2 separate regions of the Danio rerio genome follow, and region 2 is linked to region 1. A link is a contact called in public Micro-C data. All regions are on one chromosome and are shown on one strand. Each heading gives the region's core, a stretch centred on a gene start, on an enhancer-like site or on the middle of the called end of the contact. The rest is flanking DNA. Distances are from core to core; before and after follow the strand shown. Region 1 holds the start of fnta (farnesyltransferase, CAAX box, subunit alpha). Region 2 holds the start of pigg (phosphatidylinositol glycan anchor biosynthesis class G (EMM blood group)).

Region 1 (7,416 bases), core at 2,358-4,857:
AGATTCACAGATGGTTCCCACACAACTGTGTTTAAACCCCTAATAAAAGTGATTTTTGCATAATAGGTCCCCCTGCAGAAGACCATCACTCATAAAAAAGTAACGTTATTTGCACATATACTTACCAGACTTGGTAGTTCTTGGGCTGATCTTCTATGATGGCTGTGATGTAATTCATCTCCTCTCTTAGGTCTTTTTTTAGAGCCTGCAGTAAAACTCTCCTGTAGTGCCTACAGACACCAGATGACACTTTAAAGTAGGATGCATTTGAGCTTTTTGCAGACCAAAGCAATCCAGGGACTCATTGAGGCTTCAATGTGGAGCCCAGAGGAGACTGCCTTTTAGTCTATGTTATGTGCAAAAGGTTTTCATTTTTTTCCATATTCAAAAAATAAATTAAATTAAATAAAAAAAATAATGCTGCATTCTTTATTATCCTTAATTATCAAAGAATCCTGAAAATATGTTTAAAAGCACTGTTCACAACATTGTGCATCAGACTGGTATATGCTGAACTGATTTTTGCAGGATTGGCCTTGTTCAAAAAGAATCAATTTATTTTAGAGGATGATACTTTACAATATTGCTGCCTTTTTTTATCAAATAAATGCAGCCTTGTTGAGTAGAAAAGACTATATCCTTGGTCTCACCATACTGTATAATTAGCAGCGTTGAGGTCAATGGCTTCAGCAGTCAATGCAAACGCTCTCTCGCTCCTCTCATCATTCTTCAGGAGCGCTCTGAACATGTCAAACACGTCTGTGACTGCAGATGACAAGACAAACAATAAACATCATTACAGCTGACTGTTTGCTAGACAAGTTATTGCATGATTACTTGACTATATACAACTTTTTACATAAACCATTCATACATATAACCAAATAAATAACAGTCAACAATTATAAACATTTTGTTTATCCATGCGTAAGTGTGTGTTGGTAATGGGAAAAACTAAGCTTTTATAAACCATTGGTTTGGAATTTGATTTATTGTTTTAAATAGTTCATAACGCCTTGTGCTATAGGGACACCTGGTGGTCAGAACTGTAAATGCAACCAAATCTCAAGCAATACATTAATTTGAATTAATTTTAGGGGTTTTCATCTTTATTGGAATAGGACAATTAAGACTACAGATAGTAAAGCAGGAAGAGGGAAAGTATCAGAAGGAAAAACCCAAACCAGGTTGCCATGGTCACCATAGTGCTTTGACAACGCACTAACCACAAGGCTATAGGAATGGATATGCTGTGAAATTAAACATTTCAAGTATATCCTAAAATATAAATAAAGCGTATCATTTAATATAATTTAATATTAAGTGTCTTCATACTATGTGTTCTTTTATACGTTTTCAAGACTTATATTTTGTTTGTTCAATTCCAAGATATTCTGTTTTTTTTTTAACTATTATTCCTTCTCATTTAACAGATATCTCATTAAAACCTCAATTAAAAATTCTTAAAACTGAAATAAAATCGGGGGGTTTTTGATTTATGTTGATTGTATCATATCACACAGATCACCCCCTAGTGCAGAAGAATTCAAACTATTTAGAAACAGTAAATAGTTAATCAAGCCTCAGTTACAGAAATCAATTTGATACATACTCTTGATCACTGATTTGAAACAAAAACTTCATAAAAGTTTTGAAGCTTCATAAATCAATTATTTAAAATCAGCCATTACTAGTGTGTGTGACAGAATTGAGCTACATGTACATGAGAAAGCAAAAACATTTAATTTATGGACTTTTAAGAGATATAAGAAAAAGTAAAACAAAATGAATAAATAAATAAAATGAAAGAATGGATGAATAAAATGAATAAATAAATGAATAGATAACTGAATTAATAAATAAATTAAATGAATGAATGAGTTTATTATTTGTTTATATTTTCTTCTACTTAACTCTTTTATTACTGATTATGCAAAGCACTTTGATTTGCCACTGTGTATGAAATGTGCTATATAAATAAACTTGCCTTGTCTTGAATAAATACATAAATAAAATGAACATGAATGAATAAATGAATAAAATGAATAAATGAATGAATGAATGAATGAATGAAGCAATAAATAAAATGAATAAATAAATGAATAAGATGAATGAATGAATGAATGAATGAATAAATGAATGAAGCAATAAATAAAATAAATGAATAAATGAATAAGATGAATGAATGAATGAATGAATTAATGAATGAAGCAATAAATAAAATGAATGAATAAATGAATAAGATGAATGAATGAATGAATGAATGAATGAATGAATGAATGAAGCAATAAATAAAACTAATGAATGAATAAATAAAAACACAAAATAAATACATAAACAAATAAATAAATAAAATGAATGACTGAATAAATAACATGAATAAATTAATAAGTAATTAAAAAATAAAAGAAAGAAAAGAAAAACTTAAATAAACATCAACTAGAATAACAGACTGACAACTCAATAGTCTGAGACAACGACAGTGTGGCAATATTAAAAAGTGAAATCTCCCCTGAATAAAAGACACTCACACTTCTCTGAATAAGCAATCTTCACCACAGGGTTTGGTCCGTCATCTTGAGGAACAGGTTCTAGATCAGCCCACTCTTTTCTGTCTCTAAAACAGCACAAAAAAAGGCACAACAAATGTGATTTTTAGACTCACTGATTAACTTACTGGTCAGTAACTTAAGCCAGATTTGATTGAAATCTTCACCTCTTAATTAATTATTCTCTTAATTAAAAAAGGGTTAATCACCTCTTCAGACTCTTAATTCAGACCATGTTTATCAGGACTTTTATTTCATTCAGTCTGAAATGGCATGCAAGAGTGACTTCAAAACCATCAAAAACCATTACCACTATTACAATGACATTGTTGATAGTCATTGGCTGCTAATACGATTTCACGGTTAGGAATCTGTAAAGAATACTTTTCTGAACTTACATTACTAAGGAGAAAGTCCAAATGTCCAAATTCACCTCAATATTTATCCTTTAGTTTTGCTCAGATTGTAGCATAACGTTATTCCTGTTCAGTCATGATTCAGCTCAAAAGAATCATTCAGACCAACACATTTGATTCACGAGGTAAAAACTGACATTAGAAAAGTAAAACGAAACATTAGAATTAGAAAACACCTCCAGACTGTGTGAACTTTGAGCTTCACCAAAGATTTCATTCAAATCTTTTATATTAAGCTGACTCGGTTCGTGTGAATCACTCATATAACTTGCATATCACACACAACTTGTCTTTAATTAAACATTCGCAATCTTACATCTTCTTTAAAGTTGATGTCCCACATAATAAAGAGAACTTTAAGAAGTAATCAGTTCTAAGTAGAGTGATTAGCCACAAATGCTAGGCTAGCTGCTAACCTCACCTGTAGAAGATATAACCTCCTTTAACGGGCTCCTCGTACTCCATCTCCGCGTCCTCTACTAAATCGTCATTTTCTACTCCATCCTCCTCCAGATTTTCCGCTACGGAGTTGGAAATTTCTTCAACAGAGGACATTGTGGATAAAAATGCACCTGACTAAAAAGTGTGCAGAGCTGAGAAGCTGACAGATGCAGGAAGGCGGAGACACTCCGGATGCAGTAGGTTTTCAAAATAAAAGTATGTAGTATCAAAATTAGGATTTAAAAAAAAAAAAAAATAATAATAATAATAATAATAATAATAATAATAATAATAATAATAATAATAAACCGTTGCTGTCAGAATTATTAGCCCTCCTGTTACATTTTAAATATTTTAGAATTTATTCCACAGGTTCAGTTAAATGGAGGGAATATTTTTGTGGCACATTACTAATTTCTAATAACTGATTTCTTTTATCTTTGCCATGATGACAGTACATAATATGTTATTAGATTTTTTTTTTAAATACTAGTATTCAGCTAAGGGCATTTAAAGGCTTAAATAGGAAAACTGGGCAAGTTACTGTATAACAGTGGCTTGTTCAGTAGACAATCGAAAGCAAATAATGCTTAAGAGGACTGAATTTATTGACCTTAAAATGGTTTAAGAAAAATGAATAACTGCTTTTATTCAAGCCGAAATAAAACAATTAAGATAATGAAAAAATATTATAGGAAATACTGTGAAAATTTCCTTGCTCTGTTAAACATAATTTGGGAAACATTTGTAAAAGAATAAAAATCAAAGGAGGGCTAATAATTTTGACTTCAACTGTACATATATTTTATTATTTTATTTATATATTTATAATCAATGTACATGTCAAAGAAGAAAAGGAAAAGAGTTTTCTGAATATTAGAAACTGTGCACGAAAAGACTGTCACATATTTCTCCCCATTAAGCACAGAAGTCACTAACTTGTAATTTAGTTTACATACCAAAATAAATGTCAGACACATCTCAAACATTCGGGAAAAGCGCAGCCCAAAAACACCATATAATTTAATCTGAATACCACTATCTTTGAACCTGCCAGATTTTATTCATTCATCAGCAAAGATGTTCAAATCCTTTAAAATTGCTTTCTCTTGTAAATTGATTTAAAACTTTTTGTATTACATAAAAAAAGTCTTTTCTAATTAAAAAAAAATTATTTCTAAAAAATTATATCTCCAATTTCTGTTTAACGGATTGAAGATTTTTTTCAGCACATTTCTAATCATAATAGTTTTAATAACTCATTACTAATAACTGATTTATTTTATCTTTGCCATGATGACAGTAAATAATATTTGACTAGATATTTTTCAAGACACTTCTATACAGCTTAAAGTGACATTTAAAGGCTTAACTAGGTTAATTAGGTTGACTAGGCAGGTTAGGGTAATTAGGCAAGTTATTGTATAACGATGGTTTGTTTTGTAGACTATCAAAAAAAAAATAGCTTAAAGGGGCTAATAATTTTGACCTGAAAATGGTGTTTAAAAAATTAAAAACTGCTTTTATTCTAGCCAAAATAAAACAAATAATACTTTCTCTAGGAGAAATAAATAAAATATTTAAATTAGGAAAAATATTTAAATTAGAAATATTTGAAAAAGAAAAATATTGAAGGGTGCTTATAATTCTGACTTCAACTGTGTGTGTGTGTGTGTGTGTGTATGTGTGTATATATATATATATATATATATATATATATATATATATATATATATATATATATATATATATATATATATATATATGTGTGTGTGTGTGTCTGTGTGTGTGTGTGTAAACACACAAACACCAATTAGATGTTTGCAACATAACATTTCAAATACTGTACTTTTTAATGTTAAAATGAATAAACAATTTACAAATAATAAAACAAATAATTTAATAAATTATAATATGAATAAATTAAGAATAGTTTTTTTTATATATACACTTTCTGAAAAAAAGTTGTTGCCTATCCAAGTTTTAGGAACAACAAATAATAAATTGTCTTCTAGTTGATCATTTGGTATCAGAAGTGGCTTATATGAAAGGCAAAGGCCTCTAGAATACACTTATTTTACCGAAATAAGATATGATCATGCCTTGATTTTTAATGATTTAATTAGGACAGTAAGGTCTGATTTTGCTTCGATAAAAGTCTTGTCACCGAACAGAAATAATGTCCAGTATAGAGTATAAAGTCATACTGCAGTGGAGACAGTATGAATATTGTGTCTGACTCCATCATGAGTTTGGAGGACTGCATCCATACATCTCTGCAATGACTCAAATCACTGATTAATAAAGTCATCTGGAACAGCAAAGAAAGCGTTATGCAGGACTCCCAGAGTTCATCAAGACTCTTTGGATTCGTCAATGCCTCCTCCATCTTACCCCAGACATGCTCAATTTTCATGTCATATGTTGCAATTTTAAAATACAGAATATGGTTACCTAAATTTAGTATACGTACATACTGTACTAGTATACTCCCAGCCACAACCCAGTACTGGGAAACATCACTTTTACATTTATACACTACAGCCAATTTAGCGCAACCAATTCACCCATACCACATGTGTTTGGACTGGAGGTGAGACCGGATGACCCAGAGCAAACCCACACCAACACAGGGAGAACATACAAATTCCACAGCAATGCCAACTGGCCCAGCCGGGACTCCAATCAGCAACCTTCTTGCTAAGAGGCACCAGTGCCATTTTAAAACAAATATATAAAAGAATCACTGAAGCCATTTCAGTTGCTTACGTTTTTTTTTTTTATTATTCAGAATAACTGATACATGGAATTTCTGTTAGTAAAAACTATCAAAACAGTAAGACATACAAAATAGATTTCCATACAAAGACATGAGACATCAAGCAAATCATTGAGCACCAGTTAAGGCTGTTTTAGCAGTAAGTGTCGTTGTTGGAGAATGTTGTACCGACGTTGTCTAGTGTTGATTTACTGTTTGCCGTTGCCGTTGATGGGCAGTTTCTTGAAGTTCTCGCACTCCAGCAGAGCTTTGACTTTGGGACGGGCAGAGATCTTGTCCACGAAGCTCTTGAGAGACGGGAAAGAGTCCAGACAGGAGGGAGAAAGCACCTTCAGATTCAGCAGGAGATCGAACAGGTTGTAGTCTGCAAATGAGATCTGGAGAGAAGGGAAATAAAGCGTTAGTGATGGTAAAACTTTAGCATCCACTTAATAATGCTGCTGTTGTTCCAACTAGACATCTCACCTGATCACCAACCAGGAATCCGGTTTTGTTTTTGGCCAGAACATTTTCAAAGCATTTGAGGTGGTTGGGCAGATCTTTGATGAACGCTTCTTTACCGGTCTCCTACAGACACAATAAGAAGAGCTCATACATACAGCTATGTTTATCATGTATTTGCTCTAAAATAGTTTAGTTTTTTCCACCCAAGGTCTGTGAGATCTACAAAAATCACATCATTGCTTACATATTCCTGGTAGATCAGCTTTATGTACTTCAGGCGAAGATCTTCAACGCCGTCGTTCATCACGTCAATGAGGGAAGCCTCACTGTCGTTTTTGCCATATGCAGCTGAATGCAAAACAACAACAAAAAATGTATATTGGGTTTAATTTTTAGAGTGCCAAACTGTAGTATGCTAAACTTATGAACACGGAGCAATTCCAGCGTTATGGATGTGACATTTGCAGTAAAAACTAAACAAATTCATCGAGAAAGTGTATGTTGAAAACATCTGCTTATATTTTCCCAAAACTACAAACCACAGTTTACGTAGTTTGCCCGCCATTTGGATTTATAGAGAACCCAGCTGTTTTAGGTGAAGTAGTAAAGTCTTAGATAGATGTAGCATCTCATATTTTCGATTAAAGCGCCTTAAATTTATAAGTTATTACGTTTTTTTGCAGAGCTCACCCAACTTTTACCTTACTCCATCGCCTGCTCAGTCCAAACCACAGTTATGAGGTCAGAAAAAATAATCTGTAAACCTTTTTTATATTTTCAATGAAGA
Region 2 (7,241 bases), core at 1,024-3,523, 410 kb before region 1:
ACAATATCTAAGTGAACTCTTGAAATGAAGAAAGTTTAAACAAATGTTTCAGTAAGAAAGTAATTAAATGCTATTTTTTTATTAAAAAAGGTAAATATTTAATTGAGATGGATTGTTGGTGATTGTTTGAGAGCTAGATTGGGTAGCTACACACGTGCAAAGGAAAATTAAGACGTGTTAAACAAAAGATTTAAGACCTACAACACAATACTTAAGTAGACTTAAGACTTTTTAAGGACTAAAATTTAGCTTTTGAGATTTAAGACCCTGCGGACACCCTGTATTTTGACCAACTGTTTATTTTTATTTTGTGCGAATATGATCTAGAACAGGGCAGCGTGGTGCTGCAGTGGGTAGCAATGTCGCCTCACAGCAAGAAGGTTGCTGGTTTGAGCCTCGGCTGAGTCAGTTGGTATTTCTGTGTGGAGTTTGCATGTTCTCTCCGTGATTACGTGGGTTTCCTCCAGGTTTCCCCCACAAGTCCAAGGACATGCGCTGTAGGTGAATTGGGTAAGCTAAATTTTCCGTAGCGTATGTGTGTGAATGGAGGTGTATGGGTTTTTCCCAGTGATGGGTTGTGGCTGGAAGGGCATCCGCTGCGTAAAACATATGCTGGATAAGTTGGCGGTTCATTCCACTGTGGCGACCCCAGATTAAAGGAACTAAGCCAAAAAGAAAGTGAATGAATGAATGATCTAGATAACGACAGATTGAATACAAGTTCTACGTTTAACTTAAAAAAGAAACTTAGAACTTTCATAAGGTTTCTTATGTTTTTATAACGTTACATAAATATATGTTTGTAGTTGAAAATTATTTCACTCATATTTGCACTTTTCCCACACAAAATAAATAAAAAACATTAACACAGAGACACTTCACTTGAATTCATTAGCATTCTATAATTTGTTTATATATATATATATATATATATATATATATATATATATATATATATATATATATATATATATATATATATAAACTTGTCTAACTATAGTTAAGCAACATAAATTGTTCGTAAATATTATGATAAATAAAACCTGCAGCAAATTTTGTGTTAAATGTCGTAGTTTTGCTTCACCTGAATGCGTCGACTCTTCTCTGCCTTCTTCATAAATCTGGTTTATAGCTCTGAGGAGCTGTGAGGGTTTGCTTTTCTCCGTCGAGTCCAGTTCACTGCAGTCCATTTCACTCGACGCTTTACTAACGGCTGTCTCTAAATCACTTCTTTCAAACACGCTTTACTATTACTGTCAGTCAGAAACATTTAATAAAACAAACAGGGTTTCTTTTTCCACTGAGCTGTGGTTTTCTCTGACAATAAAGTCAGATAAAAAGAGACAGAAAGAAACGCGTGTCTTACGGCGGAGAAAGTAAATAAAGCGCCGCCAAATACACTAAGTGTTACCATGACAACCGTTGATGGCCTCACAAACAGCACTTGTGACGCTTGTTATTCGTATTTTATTATATATTTACAATTCAAGTGTTTATGTTTTCTGTTGGCTTTATGAATGTGGTTCCCCTCAAATATTTTTCCGTTGTTATGAAAACCCAAAGCACATATCTAATTTCTTTATTTTGTAGGCATTTATGTTCACAAGCAAAAATGGTTTATGTCATTTTTGTGTTTTCAGTAAATTTTCTGGTTGAATTGAGTTATTTAATTTCATATTTGAGAGCACAAATGTTATGCTTTTATTATTATTATTATTATTATTATTATTGTTATTATTATTATTATTATTATTATTATTATTATTATTAATCGATAAACACAAAGGCCTGTTTGGTCTGCATGCTTGTCTATGCATTTATATATTTGCCATCACAATGTTATGTATACTCTATATAAATAGCAATATACTAATCAACATTTTTATAGTTATAGTTAATACTCAATATTATAATTATTCAACAATAATGCTAAACATTATATAATAATGCTAAATTATATAATATTACAACAATAATACTAAATTAGTTAATTATTCTACAATATACTGTAAATTTTTCTTCTCCCAATTGAAATGTGATTTAACAAAACAAATGAATATTTTTGTTAGTCATTTACTAACATCTGTAATACAATTTTAGGTATTTACATTTTAACATATGTACTATAAATGCAAATAAAATGTTTTACATAGAATTTTTTTTTAAAATTTATTTATTTATTTTTTTTTATGTTTTACATAGATGTTTTGCTTCTGATTACAAAATAAGAGTCCGCAAACACAGCAAGAATTGAGCCTTGTGGGTTGCCGTCGTGACCCACATGTCACAACACGGAAATGAAAATTCAAAACACTAATCCGGCAGATTCTTGATTAATCGTGTGGATTTAGTGCATTTTCTGTCAAAAGTCATTTGTTTGCGGTCAGTGAGGAATCAGGCCCCAGGCTGGACTCTCGACGTGTGTTTTTTCATGAGTGTGTGGAGTGTTATTGATGACAGCTACTGATCTTAATCATGAAGCTGAGCTCTTCAGTATTTGCTTTATTGTGTCTCATACTTGAGATTGTGTCCATCGCTCTTTTCCTGAGAGGATTCTTCCCTGTTCCTGTCAAATCCTCCTTTTCAGCCAAGAGCAAAGTGACTGATATTCCTGCAGAGCCACAGACAGGTAAATATTAAGGAGGCTGATAATAATGAAGATAATGATGATTATATAGTAATTTAAATGGTATGATTTCCCCCAACGCTAAATTATCTATAATATTTTCATTGAGCCCGATTAACTTTTTGCTGTTGTTTAATAATTGTTTCATGTTTTAATTTTTGATAGTTTGATGTGTGAAATTATTTATAATTAATTACCTGATTTTTGTTGTTATTTTTTGCGTCATTTTATGTATTATTTTATGATTTTAATTAGTGTTTTTTATAACTCAGTCAGAACAGTTAATAATTTAAGGGTATCATTTTATGTTTTTAATTTTAATTATCAAAATCAGCTTATTACTTATAAGAAATTAAGATTTGAAATAAAATTTTAGTGTCACAAATGATTCCAAATTAAACAACATTTATTTATTTATTTATTGAATTATCCAGTATTTACATTTATTCAATAAATCTTAAGGCAAACCAATTTTACATTTATATATATATATATATATATATATATATATATATATATATATATATATATATATATATATATATATATATAAGGTATTTATTAAGAGGCTGATTTAGATGATGATGATTGTATAGTAATTTAAATGGTATTATTTTCCTTAAAATTAAATTATCTGAAATATTTTCCCTGAGCCCGATTAATTCTTTGCTATTGTTTAATAATTGTTTTATATTTACATTTTTGATGGTTTGATGTGTGAAATTATTTATAATTAATTACTAGATTTTTGTTTTTATTCTTTGTGTTTTTGTGTAGTTTTATGTATTATTTTATTATTTTAATTTGTGTTTTTTTAACTCAGTCAAAACAGTTAATAATACATGGGTATCATTTTATGTTTTTTAAATTTTAATTTTCAAAATCAGCTTATTACTTATTAGAAATTAAGATCTGGAATTTAATTTTAGTTTCAAAAATGAGTCCATATTTAACAATTTATTTATTTATCCAGTCTTTATGTTTATTTAATTAATTTTAAGGCAAAACTATTTTCCACAGTTATATTTTAATTAATTAATTATATATATATATATATATATATATATATATATATATATATATATATATATATATATATATATATATATATATATATATACATACATATATATATATATATATATATATATATATATATATATATATATATATATATATATACATACAAATAAGTAAATAAGTAAATTTCTGCTTCTCTTGACTTTTTTTACATTTGTGTTTATTATATTTCTATAATATATAAATTTGGCTGTACTAGTTTTTTGACCGGTATTGTAAGTTTTTATGTTAGTAGTTAAGCTTTGACACATTTGACTTCAATACTGATTAATCTAATGTATATGCACAAATATAATATTGTACATATATTTTTTCCCCAATTTCTGTTTAATGGAGAGCAGATTTTTTTCAGCATATATCCTAAACACAATACTTTTAATAACTCATTTATAATAACTGTGTTATTTTATCTTTGCCATCAGCATTGAATAAAAAATATAGAATTAAACCAATCAGTGGTGGCGAGTGATAACAATAATAGTAATGATAATAATACTGACAGTAAAAATGACAACAACAACAATAATACTACAACAGCAACAACAGAGAGTCAGATAAGAGTGTTTTTGTTTCTGCAGGTAATAATGCAGTTAACTCCAGCCGAGCGCCGGCGCTGCTGTTTAAGCGTGTGGTGATAGTCCTGATCGACGCTCTCAGGGAAGACTTTGTGTTCAGCTCTGATGGACGGAGGTTTATGCCCTACACCAGACACGTGGTGGAGAAAGGCTCGTCTCACAGCTTCATCGCCAAAGCCAGACCGCCCACCGTCACCATGCCCAGAATTAAGGTCAGAAGCAGTCCAATCACATCTTTTCATTACTAGTTAAGATTTGTTTTTGGGTCACACTTTACAAAAAGGTTTCATTACTTAATGTCAGGCAGATATGATTCTGACAGTATGACAACCTTGGATAAAAATGTCACAGGGCGACACGCTGACTCAGTGGTTAGCGATGTCGCCTCACAGCAAGAAGGGCACTGGTTCGAGTTCTTGGCGTTTCTGTGTGGAGTTTGCATGTTCTCCCTGTCTTGGTGTGGGTTTCCTCCGGTTCCTTCCTCTTGGTTTGAACCCAAAATTTTGCCAAACAGGCGCTTTTGCATTGCGTTGTGACACTATATCGTCCACCAATTCGACTCTTTTCTCCTCACGTGAATAATGAAATGTGACGCATTGTAGCTATGTTCAGATTTTAATTATAGAGCATGTTCTCAATTAAGGTCAATTACTTATAATTATATTTTCCATTTAATTCAAATAAATATTTAATAATAAAAAAAAAACTTAAAAAAAACAAATGTGGGGACGGTGTCACGGTGGAAAAGTGATGTCATCGGTGTTATGTCTTAAATCGGTATCACCGTCAACACCGTCTATCCTGGCAAGCCTAATAACAACTTTATTTCATTTATTTTATTCATAACATGAACAATAAGCTAATAAATGTATTATTTTACTCTACTGTTTTTGAATTTGTCCTATCCTTCGCTGTAAAAAACGCTTTGTTCCACACACTTGCTTTATGTTGTCCGGACACAAATTAATTAATCAATTAACTTTATTGTTTTTTTGTTTTATTTTTTACAAATTTAAGTGGATTGAACACAAAATGATTAAGTTATCCTAAATAAAACCTCAAGAACTCTGTTGCTTCAGCTCAATATTTATTTATTTTTTTCTTTTACTTTTTTGTGTTTATTTTGGGTTGTTTTCTTGTTTATTGTTGGAATAATCTATAAATAAGTACGTATTTAAATATTTTTTTTAATTACATTTGAATAATAGTATTAATAGAATCATAATCATTTTTCTTCTAATTGTTGTTGTATACTTTTATAATGCAATTAGAATTTGATCTTTGCTTTTAAAAGTAATTAAATAAACAATTTTAATAAACAATATTTTGTCAATTTAATTAGAGTTTAACAAGAAATACATTTAATGCACTTACTATATATTTTATAATGTTAATAATAATAATAATAATAATAATAATTTGATAATACTACTACTACTACTAATAATAATAATACTGATAATAATAATAATAATAATATTAATATTATTAGTAATAATAATAATAATAATAATAATAATAATACTGCTAATAATAATAATAATATTGAAAATAATAATAATAATAATAATAATAATAATAATAATAATAATAAATAATAATAACACAATACAATATATACTTTATTCTTTTAGTTGTTTTGTTTTTTAATTGTACTGTCTATTCTATTATAATCTATTTCCATTGTTTTAGTTAATTGAACTCCAGAAAATTGTCAAAATTATGGCTTAATTTTAAATATAGTGTCTATTCTACTTAATTCTAATTAAATAATATGTTAATACTTAGTGTTTATAATAATAATAATAATAATAATTATTATTATTATTATTATTATTATTATTATTAGTAGTAGTATTATTATTATAGTTATATTAATAAAAATAATGTTTCATTCTATTTATTATTGATATAGTTATTATTATTGTTATTATTATTATTATTATTATTATTATTGTTATTGTTACTGTTGTTGTTGTTGTTGTTATAATAAATTTAACAATAGTTCAACTCAATTATATCGAAATAAACTGTATTTTAATTGGATTGGACATATAATTGGATGCATTTTTAAAAAGAAAATCTAAATAACAACTGTGTTGCATGCAAAATGTGGCACACTGCTCAATATGCTGCTGACTGGTGCAGACAAGAGTGACATTGATCCTGGCCATTCGTCACAGTCATTGATTCGCTGCATCAAATGTTATTCATTGTGAATGAAGGTTATCTGGAGATTCTGCTCACGACACAATCGATAAAGAAAGCCACGGAATGGGTTTCAGTCATCTTCAAGTTATTTATTCCAGCACAGCGTTATTTTTCCAGCATTATACGAGTGCTATGTTGACTCAGTGTGTCCAGCAGATGGCAGTCCTGATCCATCAGTCTTATAAGAGTTCTATAATTGTATTTGGGTTATGGTTAGAGGTAAATACAGTTAATAGGTAATTTAATAAATATTGTAAACAATTGTTAACATCCGGCCGCAGCTTTATGCCTAAATAATGTAAACATCTGTGTAAGCTATGTCACATTACCTCCTGGAATACCTCCATATTGTGTGGTGTCAGAAGTGGACATTATTCAGCTTTCTGCTCCTCTCTTTCCTCCTGCATTTCTTCAGCCTTGTTTCTTAATTCAGAACTGAGATGTAAACAACTGCTGCTGAATTAATAGGTTTTATTAACCTTTTAATATTACTCCAGCAGCTGTTTGTTTGATAAGGATCTGTCGTGTATTGGCCAGAGCAGAAGAGCAGGAATCAGCTGATTTCTTTTAGTAATAAAGCAGATCAAGCCAGAATGAGTCTGAGTGGATTTACATCAAATCCTGCTGTCACTCAGGGTGGGCTTTACATGAGACTTTATTCTTACAGTTATTGTTTATGTTTTAGACTGTATTCCCTTTTGCATTGTAGCTTTAGTTAGTAACTAATTAATATAAATGAACAGGAGAAC

Evidence for each region. Hi-C and Micro-C count contacts between places; a contact is called where the count stands out from the background.
Region 2: a Micro-C map of caudal fin shows a contact between it and region 1, with 20 times the contacts expected there. The contact joins the promoter of pigg here to the promoter of fnta in region 1. A contact is called at or near these places in 6 of 18 Hi-C or Micro-C datasets (caudal fin, embryo, hematopoietic stem cells and 2 more) and 1 of 4 datasets of contacts at active chromatin or transcription factors (embryo).

Annotation. Positions count from the first base shown.
Region 1 is chr14:4,019,444-4,026,859 of GRCz12tu, reverse strand. fnta (farnesyltransferase, CAAX box, subunit alpha) reads right to left here and starts at 3,607. Exons shown (of 9, transcript NM_001080560.2): 1 at 3,387-3,607; 2 at 2,532-2,617; 3 at 651-765; 4 at 126-230. The coding sequence starts at 3,520. It overlaps gstp1.2 (glutathione S-transferase pi 1.2), which reads right to left. Exons shown (of 7, transcript NM_131734.3): 5 at 6,874-6,977; 6 at 6,651-6,752; 7 at 6,172-6,562. The coding sequence ends at 6,374.
Region 2 is chr14:4,433,280-4,440,520 of GRCz12tu, reverse strand. It overlaps pigg (phosphatidylinositol glycan anchor biosynthesis class G (EMM blood group)), which reads left to right and starts at 2,273. Exons shown (of 13, transcript XM_073922448.1): 1 at 2,273-2,629; 2 at 4,285-4,493. The coding sequence starts at 2,476. lrp2bp (LRP2 binding protein) reads right to left here and starts at 1,402. Exons shown (of 9, transcript NM_001098776.1): 1 at 1,085-1,402. The coding sequence starts at 1,190.